2 separate regions of the Ovis canadensis genome follow, and region 2 is linked to region 1. The links are chromatin contacts, called in public Hi-C maps. All regions are on one chromosome and are shown on one strand. Each heading gives the region's core, a stretch centred on a gene start, on an enhancer-like site or on the middle of the called end of the contact. The rest is flanking DNA. Distances are from core to core; before and after follow the strand shown.

Evidence for each region. Hi-C and Micro-C count contacts between places; a contact is called where the count stands out from the background.
Region 2: a contact with region 1 is called in a Hi-C map of fibroblasts, with 5 times the contacts expected there. The contact joins two enhancer-like sites. A contact is called at or near these places in 2 of 2 Hi-C or Micro-C datasets (fibroblasts and lung).

Annotation. Positions count from the first base shown.
Region 1 is chr12:74,877,105-74,882,260 of ARS-UI_OviCan_v2, forward strand. No RefSeq gene overlaps it. Among named protein-coding and RNA genes, the nearest start is that of SHCBP1L, 17 kb to the left of the region's middle. Within about 2 kb of position 1,622, the one cell type or tissue checked has open chromatin away from gene starts, as enhancers often do. A contact at or near this core is called in fibroblasts, where this site is marked.
Region 2 is chr12:75,184,433-75,189,584 of ARS-UI_OviCan_v2, forward strand. The region is part of intron 12 of NMNAT2 (nicotinamide nucleotide adenylyltransferase 2); the gene reads right to left. Among named protein-coding and RNA genes, the nearest start is that of LAMC2, 91 kb to the left of the region's middle. Within about 2 kb of position 2,674, the one cell type or tissue checked has open chromatin away from gene starts, as enhancers often do. A contact at or near this core is called in fibroblasts, where this site is marked.

The DNA of each region.
Region 1 (5,156 bases), core at 372-2,871:
ATCCTAATTACCAGCTTCTTATTTTCCTCTTTGTATAAGAAGGGGAAAAGAATGCCCTAGAAGTGCTTATTAAAAGGCACACAGGTCATCATTGACCCCTTGGCAATTGCAGTCAACAATTAGACTCTGTAACCAGAGGTCTTCCCCCATGCCTGGGAGCTACTTCAGTGGTAGCAACTCTTGCAAAACCAACTGAGCAAACAGTTATGGGCTGTCCACTCATCATCTGTACTCCCCATGTGATATAGCCTGGCCTCAAGTCTCATCACCATAAACACCTTTCTGCAAGCCATCTTACTTCATATGAAATATGGTTACTGACTTCTCTTCACACAACCCTTTCTCACTGCAACAACTTGAACCGTGCAAGCCTGTCCCTTTACCTACTCACCAAACTCCTCATAATAACTCATTAATAACTGACTCAGCAGTTATTAATCCTTAGAGCTGACTTACAAGAAACTACTATTGCTAATGCATGATTTATGGATGTTTCTTATTTGAAAAATGGCAAAGGTGAATATTGTGCTGGGTATGCAGTCACCTCCTCCTTTGAAGCTATCGAGGCAGCCCTGCTGATGACTGCTACTTCAGCCCAGCACACAAAAGTCTATACTTTATCTAGAGCTTGCATGCTAGCAGAAGGTGAAACTGTAGATATCTACTCAGATAGTCACTATGTCTTTGGGGGTAGGTCATGAGTTTGGCATGCTTTGGAAAGTGAAGGGAGCAGGGGGAAACTAGATCAAGAATGGCAATTGGGAAGATTCAATTTCCATTTGTTCTAGCCATCGTTTAGGTGTTCAGGCATTCAAAATTAAATTCAGCTGACTTCTGAATTAGCTGACTTCTGAGTAAAGATCTGAAGGAAGTCAGAGGAAAACCTTCAACTCTGACAGCTGCAAGGGGGAGAAAAGTTTTCTGTTTCACCCGGTCATTCCCAGAGGACAATTCAGATATAAAGAACACAGGTAAATAAGGAGTAGCTATAGTTTTATAAAGTCCTTAATGATGCTAGCATATTATTTTCACATTTTTCTGTATGTTAAGCATTTATTTTTTATTTAATTAATTAATTTTTTAATCGAAGGATAATTGCTTTACAGATTTTTGCTGTTTTCTGTCAAATCTCAACATGAATCACCCATAGGTATACATATATCCCCTCCCTTTTATTTAAATAAGGTTTGTATTGGTCAGGAAACACTGAGTGAGTGTATCTGAAGGTCTAGGAATTGTAGAAGTTTTGTAGGGTGGATATATGGTTTTCATTGTTTTGAAAGTGTACTCAATAGGATGCTGTGAAAAATAGTTATATTTGTTTTTCCTTTTGGTTTTCTCAATTGAAAAAAATAGATATTAATAAACACTCCAGTCAGCAATTTAATTTTTCTCTCTTAAAACACCAAATTTCCCCTCTTCCTTAACTCTTTTTGTTAACTTTGTAAACAAATATTCTGAATGTTGGGAGGATACAGGAACATTCTGACAAGCATGTAGCTCCTCAATTTGGCCAGAAGAGGGCACTAGAGAGCTTCTGCATGGTTTAATCCCACAGGGCTGGGTGGAGCCTGAAGCATTCCTTTAGCCCCGCCAGCTCCAGCCCTGACTCAGAAGGAGGCTGCACACCAGTTTGCTAAAGGACAAGCTCAGACACATTTCTTTAAAGTCTAACATTTCTTTCGCCTCAAATGTGATGTCTGTTAAATCTTTAAACTCTGGCAATGAGCGCTTACTCCCGGATATTTGTTTGGTGTTCTGCTGTTGCTTTTAGCTCTTTTTGAGGTAAATACGGGATTTTAATTTCACTTTACGTAAACCACCCAAAAGAAAAGAAGCAGCAGACATGTTTCAGGGCACATGCATTCCACTAAAGAGAGGCAGCGCGGGCTGTGGACAAAGCAGAACCCGAAGCCGCGGACTCTAGCTCCTCTGGTGAAGAGCTAGTGGCCCAAACGCGCCTGGACGCCCACCAGAAGCCTTACACTTCAGTCTTGACAATAAAGGACACTAAGAATGACAAGAGCTAATCAGCACAGATCTCTCATAGGAGAGCAAATATATGTAAAATGGATAGTGACCAACGTAAGAAAGGCACTCTTAACCACTGTGGATGAAAGTAGGAATCCTTAAAGACTTTCAGGAAGGCAGTTTGGCAAAACTTGTCAAACTCTTAAATGTGCTTAACTTTAACCCAGTAATTCCATCTTTAGAAATCAACTCCCTTGTGTAGGTGCACAAAGATGTTATACATAATGATTATAATGATGACGATAATAGCATTTAACACTTAACGGTGTGCCATATAGAGTTGAAGAACTCTATGCTGATCGGGTTTTTCCTAAAATCCATATTCTCCACTTTACTGTTGAGGAAACTGAGGCACAGAAAGGTTAAGTAACCACTATAACGTGAAGGAGCCAGGATTCAAATGCACACGGTCTTAAGTCCAAAGTTCATGCTCCTAATTGCTACAGCCTGCAGTACCTTATTTACTATTGCACTGTTTATAATAGCATAAAACTGGAAACAACCTACATCTGTTGCTGGTGGTGTAAATAACTGATGGTAACACCCAATTTACCAAAATAAAGCCAATTTGGATATGCTGACTCAGAAAGGGCCCCCAAAATATATTGTAGAGAAATGGGGAAAAGGATAAGAAGCAGTTCTATAGAATAATACAGATAATATCCCATTTATGGATTTTTAAATTACAAATTTATATTTGGACATATATAAAAACATTAGAAGGACCTAAAGACATCAAACTATACTCACTGTCACCTTTGGGGAGAAGAATGGTACTGGGGATGGGAGTGGTTGTAAGATGGAAACTTTATCTTCTACCCCATGTAATTCTGTATTACTTAAATGTTTTAACATAAAATGTATTTATGTACTACAGCAACACCCTTGCAAAGAAAGAAAATGGTATAGAGTAAAAATAGAAATGAATATTAGCAAGCAGTCCAATCAACCTCTTCACATCACAAATGAGGAAACCGAAGTATTAGGAAGTTAAAATGGAGTGTGTATTGTTATACGTAGGATAGCTGAACTAAGCTAGAGCCCTGCCAGCCTGACTCCTGCCCCAGGCTTCTTTGTGTTATACGGTTTTGTCTTTCCCTGGTGAAACAGCTGGAAATGAGTCATGCACCATCTTAATGTGATTTCACAGTTACACTTTATCTCAGAGATTCATAATTATGTGGGCTTTAGAAAGTTTTGGAAGGATATATAATGTCAGTCATTCGATCAACTAATATTTATTAAATCAAATAATTAGAAATTAATAACTAGGTGCTAATTGCTGTGTGCCAGGTACTGTGCTAGGCCCTGGATGTATAATAGTAACCCAAATAAACATAGCTGTTGCCCTGAAGAATGTTGGGAAAGTGTTTATCACATTGTTGCTGTTTACTTGCTGACTCGTGTCTGACTCTTCTGCGACTCCATGAACTATAGCCCTCAGGCTCCTCTGTCCATGGGATTTCCCAGGCAACAATACTGGAGTGGGCTGCCATTTCCTTCTCCAGGGGATCTTCCTGACCCAGGGGTGGAACCGACACCACTGCCTAGCAGGCAGATTCTTTACTGCTGAGCCACCAGGGAAGCCTGTTTACCACATTACCATATATGAAAAAACACACTTGAAGCTGTATGTGCACAGGAAAATCCACAAACATGTTAAGAGCATTATCTTAGGGATTTAGGGGTGGGTGGACTATGTGGTTCTTTACATAGTTTCATGTTTTCTTTTTCTTAAAAGTTTTCAATGCGCATGTATTTCTGTCATAATAAAAAAACATTTTAAAGAATCAAATAGTAGCTCTTTGTCTAAGTTTTGAAGAGTATTGAAATATATGAAAGAGAAGAAGGCCATTGTACTAGAGGAAATAAGAGGCTTCCTAGGGGGACAAAAAGGCTTGGGCTAGCTCTTCTACCCCTGACTTTAAACTGTCTATGGAATTCCCAGAGTCAAGGCTTCCCAGAGGGCATAGACTGGAGGTGGGAGACATCTTTTGTCACATTACTAAGGAACATCAAGCGTAAACTGCAAAGGAAAGGGCACCGGGAGCCAGTTCAGTTAGGCCTCAGGCTCTGGAAAAAGACTGCTCAGCTCAGCCCCTCTCAAGCTAGGCAACTTCAAGAAGCGTTATTGGCCTTTCTGAACTTCGGTTTCTCCATGTGTAAATGGGAACAAGTTAGAAATTGTATCATTGGGGGACTTCCCTGGTGGGATAATGGCTAAGCCTCTGAGCTCCCAATCCCAGAGGTTTGATCCCTGGTCAGGAAGCTGGATTCTGCCTGCCACAGCTAAGAGTTCGCATGCCCATGCAACTAAAAAAAGACCTCCCATGCCACAAGCTGGCACAGCCAAATGAATAAAAATCAATATTAGGAAAAGAAATCACCTCCTTGGGTATTTATAAGAATTACATGAGATGATGTTTGTAAGAAGCTCAAAGCCATGGCTGACATATAGCTGTGCTTAGTTTATGTTACTTGCTGCCGAGTTCAGCAGCAGGATCTTATTCTCACTTCCCTGACCATCCCCCTGACTCCCACCCCCCACGACACACGGCCCCCACACACTAAAACACACAGACTGTACCACAGAAAAAAATATCATCAGTGCAGTTTTAGACTGTCATACACGTTAGCTCCTATGCTTAACAGTCAGACTAGAAATAGAAATTATCCTGAATGTAAAATTACAATAAAAGAGAATGATACATTAGGAAAAAATTTCACATTATTGTTTAGGCTTCCTCTGTGTTCATAGAAAACGTGATAATATTCTACAATATTCATTGCTTCATTTTCCAAATCCCGTAAAAATAACCAGTAATGAAAGGACTCTGAAGAAAACCGGCCATATGGTAAGGCAAGAAGGCTTAACCCTGAGTGCTGGGACTCCCAAATGAGCAAAGGCTTGGTTGCTCCCCTGACACGTGACCAGCAGAACTGTTCAACTCGAAGAGACCCCATGCCCTTGGACAATGAGGATGTCCACGGCCCCTCTGGTGACTTAACCCTTATTCATCATCCAGCACTGAAACTCGGTGCTTCAGCACTTTGATGCTTTGAAGATCCATTTGTCAAACACACCAATGGTATTTGTGTAATTATACAGCGTCTGTATAATTTTG
Region 2 (5,152 bases), core at 1,424-3,923, 310 kb after region 1:
CTCTCTGGAGGGAGGGCTGAGCAGAGGCTAGTGAGGGAATGCATTTTCAGGATGGCTTCCTTAGTGCAAATAAATGAATGACCCTTCCAGGGGATTTCCCAGAGGAACCCCACACCCATTTCCAATCTGCTTGGGGGTGTGGGAAGGCAAGGGATTCCAGACTCAAGTCAAAAGCCTGAAAACCAAAGCAACAGCGCCTTTCACACGAGAACCCTATCTCCCAGGGTAGGGGGTAAGCTGCCTTTCCCTGGGCTGGAAACACGGCATCAGGCTTATCAGTGTGGGGGCCTAATCCCTGGGGTGGAAGTGTCCATCGGGCTTCCTGGCTGGGGCGGGACTGTCTGATAAAAACCATCTGAGCCTGAAAAGCCAAATGTTTGTCTTTGCTCCATTTGTCCTGGAGCCCTGGGATTTCTTCTGGAGTGGCCAGTGCCCCAGGCTCTTCCTCTGTTTATTTTCTTTGGTTGTTTTCCCATAGCTGGTGGCTGTAGGAAGCAGTTAGCCCATGCCTGGTTGGCTGGAAAAATGTAGAACACAGCCAATTAGAGCCAGCCTGTGGAATGCTGGGCTTTGAAAAGTACAAAAAGAAAGAAAAAGAAAAAAATAAAATAAGAAGCTTCCTCATTAGCCCATCTCTGGTGCCTGATGTTCCACCTCCAGGTGTTCATTCCTTTGAGTTAAATATTGACTCTTGCTCATTTAAAATGCAAATACCATTTTCAAGTGGCAAATACATGTAATCATTAAACTGAAATGATTTTGTCTGCTTGCTGAAAAGTCAGAAGCTTCCTAGGCAAAGACCAAGATAAACCTTCTGTTTTCAGCCAAGGAGAACCATCTCCCCTAAAGGTCTTATTCCTACCACCGGATCTTTGGCAGCCTTCTCTCAACCCCTAAAGCCCTTCTCTTTGCACTCACTTAAATCCAGTCCTGCCCATCATTCAAACCCCAGCTCAAGCTGCTGAAAGAAAGTGAAAGTGAAGTCACTCAGTCATGTCCGACTCTTTGCAACCCTATGGACTACACCAGGCTCCTTGGTCCATGGGATTTTCCAGGCAAGAGTACTGGAGTGGGTTGCCATTTCCTTCTCCAGAGGATCTTCCCAACCCAGGGATCAAACCCAGGTCTCCCACATTTTGCAGGCAGACACTTTACTGTCTGAGCCATCAGGGAAGCTGGGCTGCTGGGCTGCTATGAACTACATGTCTTTCTTCCCACCTGTCTGTCTTACCTGCATTAGGGAACTGAACATGTGCGAAGTCCTGCTCTGCTGTTAATAGCTAAGAGGTCTTGGACAAGTCTGGTTTCCCAGGTGGTGCAGTGGTAAGGAATCCGCCTGCCAATGCAGGAAATGAGGGTTCAATCCCTGGGGTCAGGAAGATCCCTTGGAGGAAGAAATGGCAACCAATTCCAGTATTCCTGCCTGGGAAAGCCCACGGACAGAGGAAGCTGGTGGACTGCAGTCTATGGGGTTGCAAAGAGACGGATACCACTGAGCATGCACAAGCGCGCGCACGCTCGGACAAGTCCAGTCCAAGTGAGCCCGGGTTTCCATATCTGTAAATGGACTCCACTTTCAGGCGGGCTCCGGGGGTTAACCAAGATAAGCCATGAGAAACAAGAAGAGTGTTTATTGTGTCTCCCCCATAGAAGGCAAAGCACGTGGTTGGAAACTTGATGCATTCTGTTTTCTTTGTTCTTTCCGCCCTAGAACAGTGTCTGGCACATGACAGGTACTCAATAAATATTTTAAAACCAATGAATAAATAACAGCCAACATTTATTGACTGCTTACTAAGTTCAAGAACTCTTTTAAACTTTCTATATGTTTCATTTCATGTACTATAATGAACTAATAGAATAAAAACTGTAAGATAGTTTTAGCAAGTGCTGCCAGGACAAATAAGTACTTACATTCATACTGGGCACTCAGGATTAGCTGAAAGATTGATGGAAGGAAAGAACGCCTGAATCAGAATTAATTTGCCAGATTGCCTTCCATTATACTGTAATGGAAAAAGCAGCTGGCAGCATAAGATCACTAGACGATGGGCTTTGTTTGAGGGAGGGGAGGAGGATAAGCGTTTCCTGTCTCACAAATCTGTCATGACTTGACCTTTTAGGCTTTGGCCTTGCCTTCTCACAGATCCTGGTCCAGGCCTGGGTACCTGCTCCCCTGCTGGTGTCAGGATGTGTGTCTGCTGTGTGCTTAGTTGCTCAGCGACTCTTTGTGACTTTGTCGTCTGCAGCCCACAAGGCTCCTCTGTGCATGGGATTCTCCAGGCAAGAATACTGAAGTGAGTAGCCATTCCCTTCTCCAGGGGCTTTTCCTGACCAGGGATCGAACCTGGGTCTCCTGCATTGCAGGTGGATTCTTTACCACCTGACCCACCAGGGAAGCCCAGCCTCAGGATGCAACACAGCAAAGATCAGGTCTCCTGGGGGGACTATTCTGATAAGATCAGGTCTCCTGGGGGAGACTATTCTGATTAAAAGCTTGGGAATGGGATGGGCTGGGGGGGACTGGGGTCCCCACCTCCAAAAGCGGGTCCAGGAAACTGGATCTTGCTTTCTCTGGGGAATCAAGAATGAAAATGCCAAGTGCCAGACCATGCAGAAGCAACTCTTCTGTGTTCCATGGAGAGAAATGTGATGAATATGTATGGCATTTTCTCTCCACGGAATGTAAGGGGAAGGGGTGTGTCACTGGTCAGAGAAGGTCAGAATTCACTATGGGCTAATGGATCTTTGTGTCTATTGGGAAATGCCCAAGGGATATGCTTGGGTTGGGGTGCATGGTTGTGTAATTACATTTCTGGATGGAGAGCATAGGTTCAGGCATCCAAATCAAAAGAACGAGCAAGACTGACTCAATGGAGAGTCTGTGAGTGTGCCGAGAGAGGCCTTGGCAGCCCTGTTGTGGGAACAGACTGTTCCAGCTGCTTCGGACTGGGTGGGGACACTGCTGCCCTGTGGCCTCTGGTGAGTGCTCTTTACAGAGGGCAGAGAGGCTCCTATGTTCCCCCCAGACCTGTTTGAATAGTGGCTTCTCCCCTGTTTTGTTTCTGAGGATTCTGGAGATGGCATGGGAAGCTGGAATGCGGAGCAAGGACCTAGGACTTTTCCAAGAAAGCTGGCTCTCTTCCCCACCTTTCTGCCCCATCATTGGCAGATTCAGAGCCTCAGGCTCATGGTCACTGAGCACAGGTCTGCAGCCATCAAGTATCACTCAGGATACCGGGTAATGAAAAGAAATGTGTTCTGATAAAGGGTGGACTAAATGAATGAAATTGGGAGCAGAAGTGGCTCTCACATACCTCACTCCAAGTAATCTCATAGTTAGGAACAGAGATCCCTAAAACAAGCTGCTTCCAGGCAAACTCTGGAGGGTAGAACAGAGGCAGCAGGTAGATGGAGCATGTCCCCACCCCACCACCACCCACCAGGGAAAGCAACTGGAATTCACTCCCCGTGGACAGAAACTCTGAAACATCAGTAGCAGTACAATCAAGAGAGGAGGCTGAGCCCTGCCTGGAGAAGAGATAAGAGACTATACATTTCCCATTCTCGAAGTCAAGGAAACCCTCCCAACTAGAAATCTCCTTAAGAGGTCAAAAGTGGAGTGACGCCAACTACCCACAGGCCTCTTGGGTGAAATCCATCTCGGCTGAGAGATGTGCATAGACATGGAAGGCTCCTGAGATATACCAAATACATACCCAGAACCAGACAGATCGAAATGATTAGCCAAAGGAAACCTGGAAGAAACGTCTCATAAAAGTGAATCAAACTATCACGAGGGCGCAGCTCTCTGAGTCCGCCCATGTGTCTATCCACACGTACCGTGTTCTCCTCCTCCTAATAAACACTTCACTTGTTACACTCCTTGCTGTCTTTGTGGGAATTCTTTTCTGCAGAGTTGAAGAGCTAGGGTCTTGTCTCAGACCGCTGGTCTAGCGGCTAGGATTTGGTGCTCTCATCTCCGAGACCCAGCCTCAGTCTCTGGGCAGGAACCGAAACCCTGTTTCAAGCCACTGCAGGCTGAGGCCACCTGAGATCAGAGCTTCTATTGGAATCACCAGGGCTCACCCTGGACCAGTCTTGAAAGAAAGACCTTTCCTTCCTAGACCGTAAGCTCCAACCTTCCCCCAGTAGGGACAGTGGGATAAACCACTGAGCTGCTAGCTAGTTTCATGCTCCCCGTGTCCACCTTTGTCCAATCCCCACCCTATTTTATCAGAGAACCAGAGCCTTTACGAAAGGAATTTGCAGGGCAGAAAGCAGAACGTTTTGAAGTCACTGGCTTTAAACACACTGACAACATGTTTCTTGAGGTCCTGAGGAGGGAAGAGACAATAGGGGCGCTAGCTTCCAAGGAGAAAGAAGAGGTTCCATTGCCCCCTGCTCCTTCCACACTAGAAGAAGCTAGAGATCTGTGAAGCCCACCCCCTGCCCTAAGGGCAAAGCCTCAGAAGAAGACAGGGGCAGGATCATAGGTGGGTGGTGTCCAGCACGGGGCTTCCAGACTCAGTCAGGAGTCCCATTCCCCAGGTGGGCAGAGGGGAGGGCCACCCACCTCAAGGTCCTGAGAGGGAAGATGTGTGTGGCAACCCCGATGAAGAGATGCTCGTGTTCGGAGCCCACAAGAGCCTCTCAGGTTCTGCTGGTCAGCAATGACTGAGACCTATTTCCCATCATCCCTGGGGATAGTGATTTGGAGTTGAATTTTCATTAGGTATGAATAAATTACATGTGATATTTCTGGCACACCTCTGTTGTGGCCTGAGAGTCACACTCATTATGTAAGGAAACAGCTCCATGTTTTTTTCTGTTCAGATGGCATGATTCTAAGGATCCCACAGAGTTTTGTGGGTGCTTGAGGGTGGGGAGGTTAGCATTCCAGGCTCTAGAAAATCCTCTGGAGTGAGCCCTGAGGGTCTGCTTCATCCAATCGCCCTTCTGCTCGTGCTGCGGATGGGCATTCTCAGCCCCTTCAGCTGCACAGACGTGGGGTCCCCGCTTGGTCTGGATCTGCTGCACCTCTGGGAGTAGCCAGGCTGGGTGCTCCGATCCCCAGGGTGCCGGTCAGGTGGGAAGATGACTGAATAAATGAGCGTCAAGTCCACCCCCACTGCCACAGCCCCAGTACATC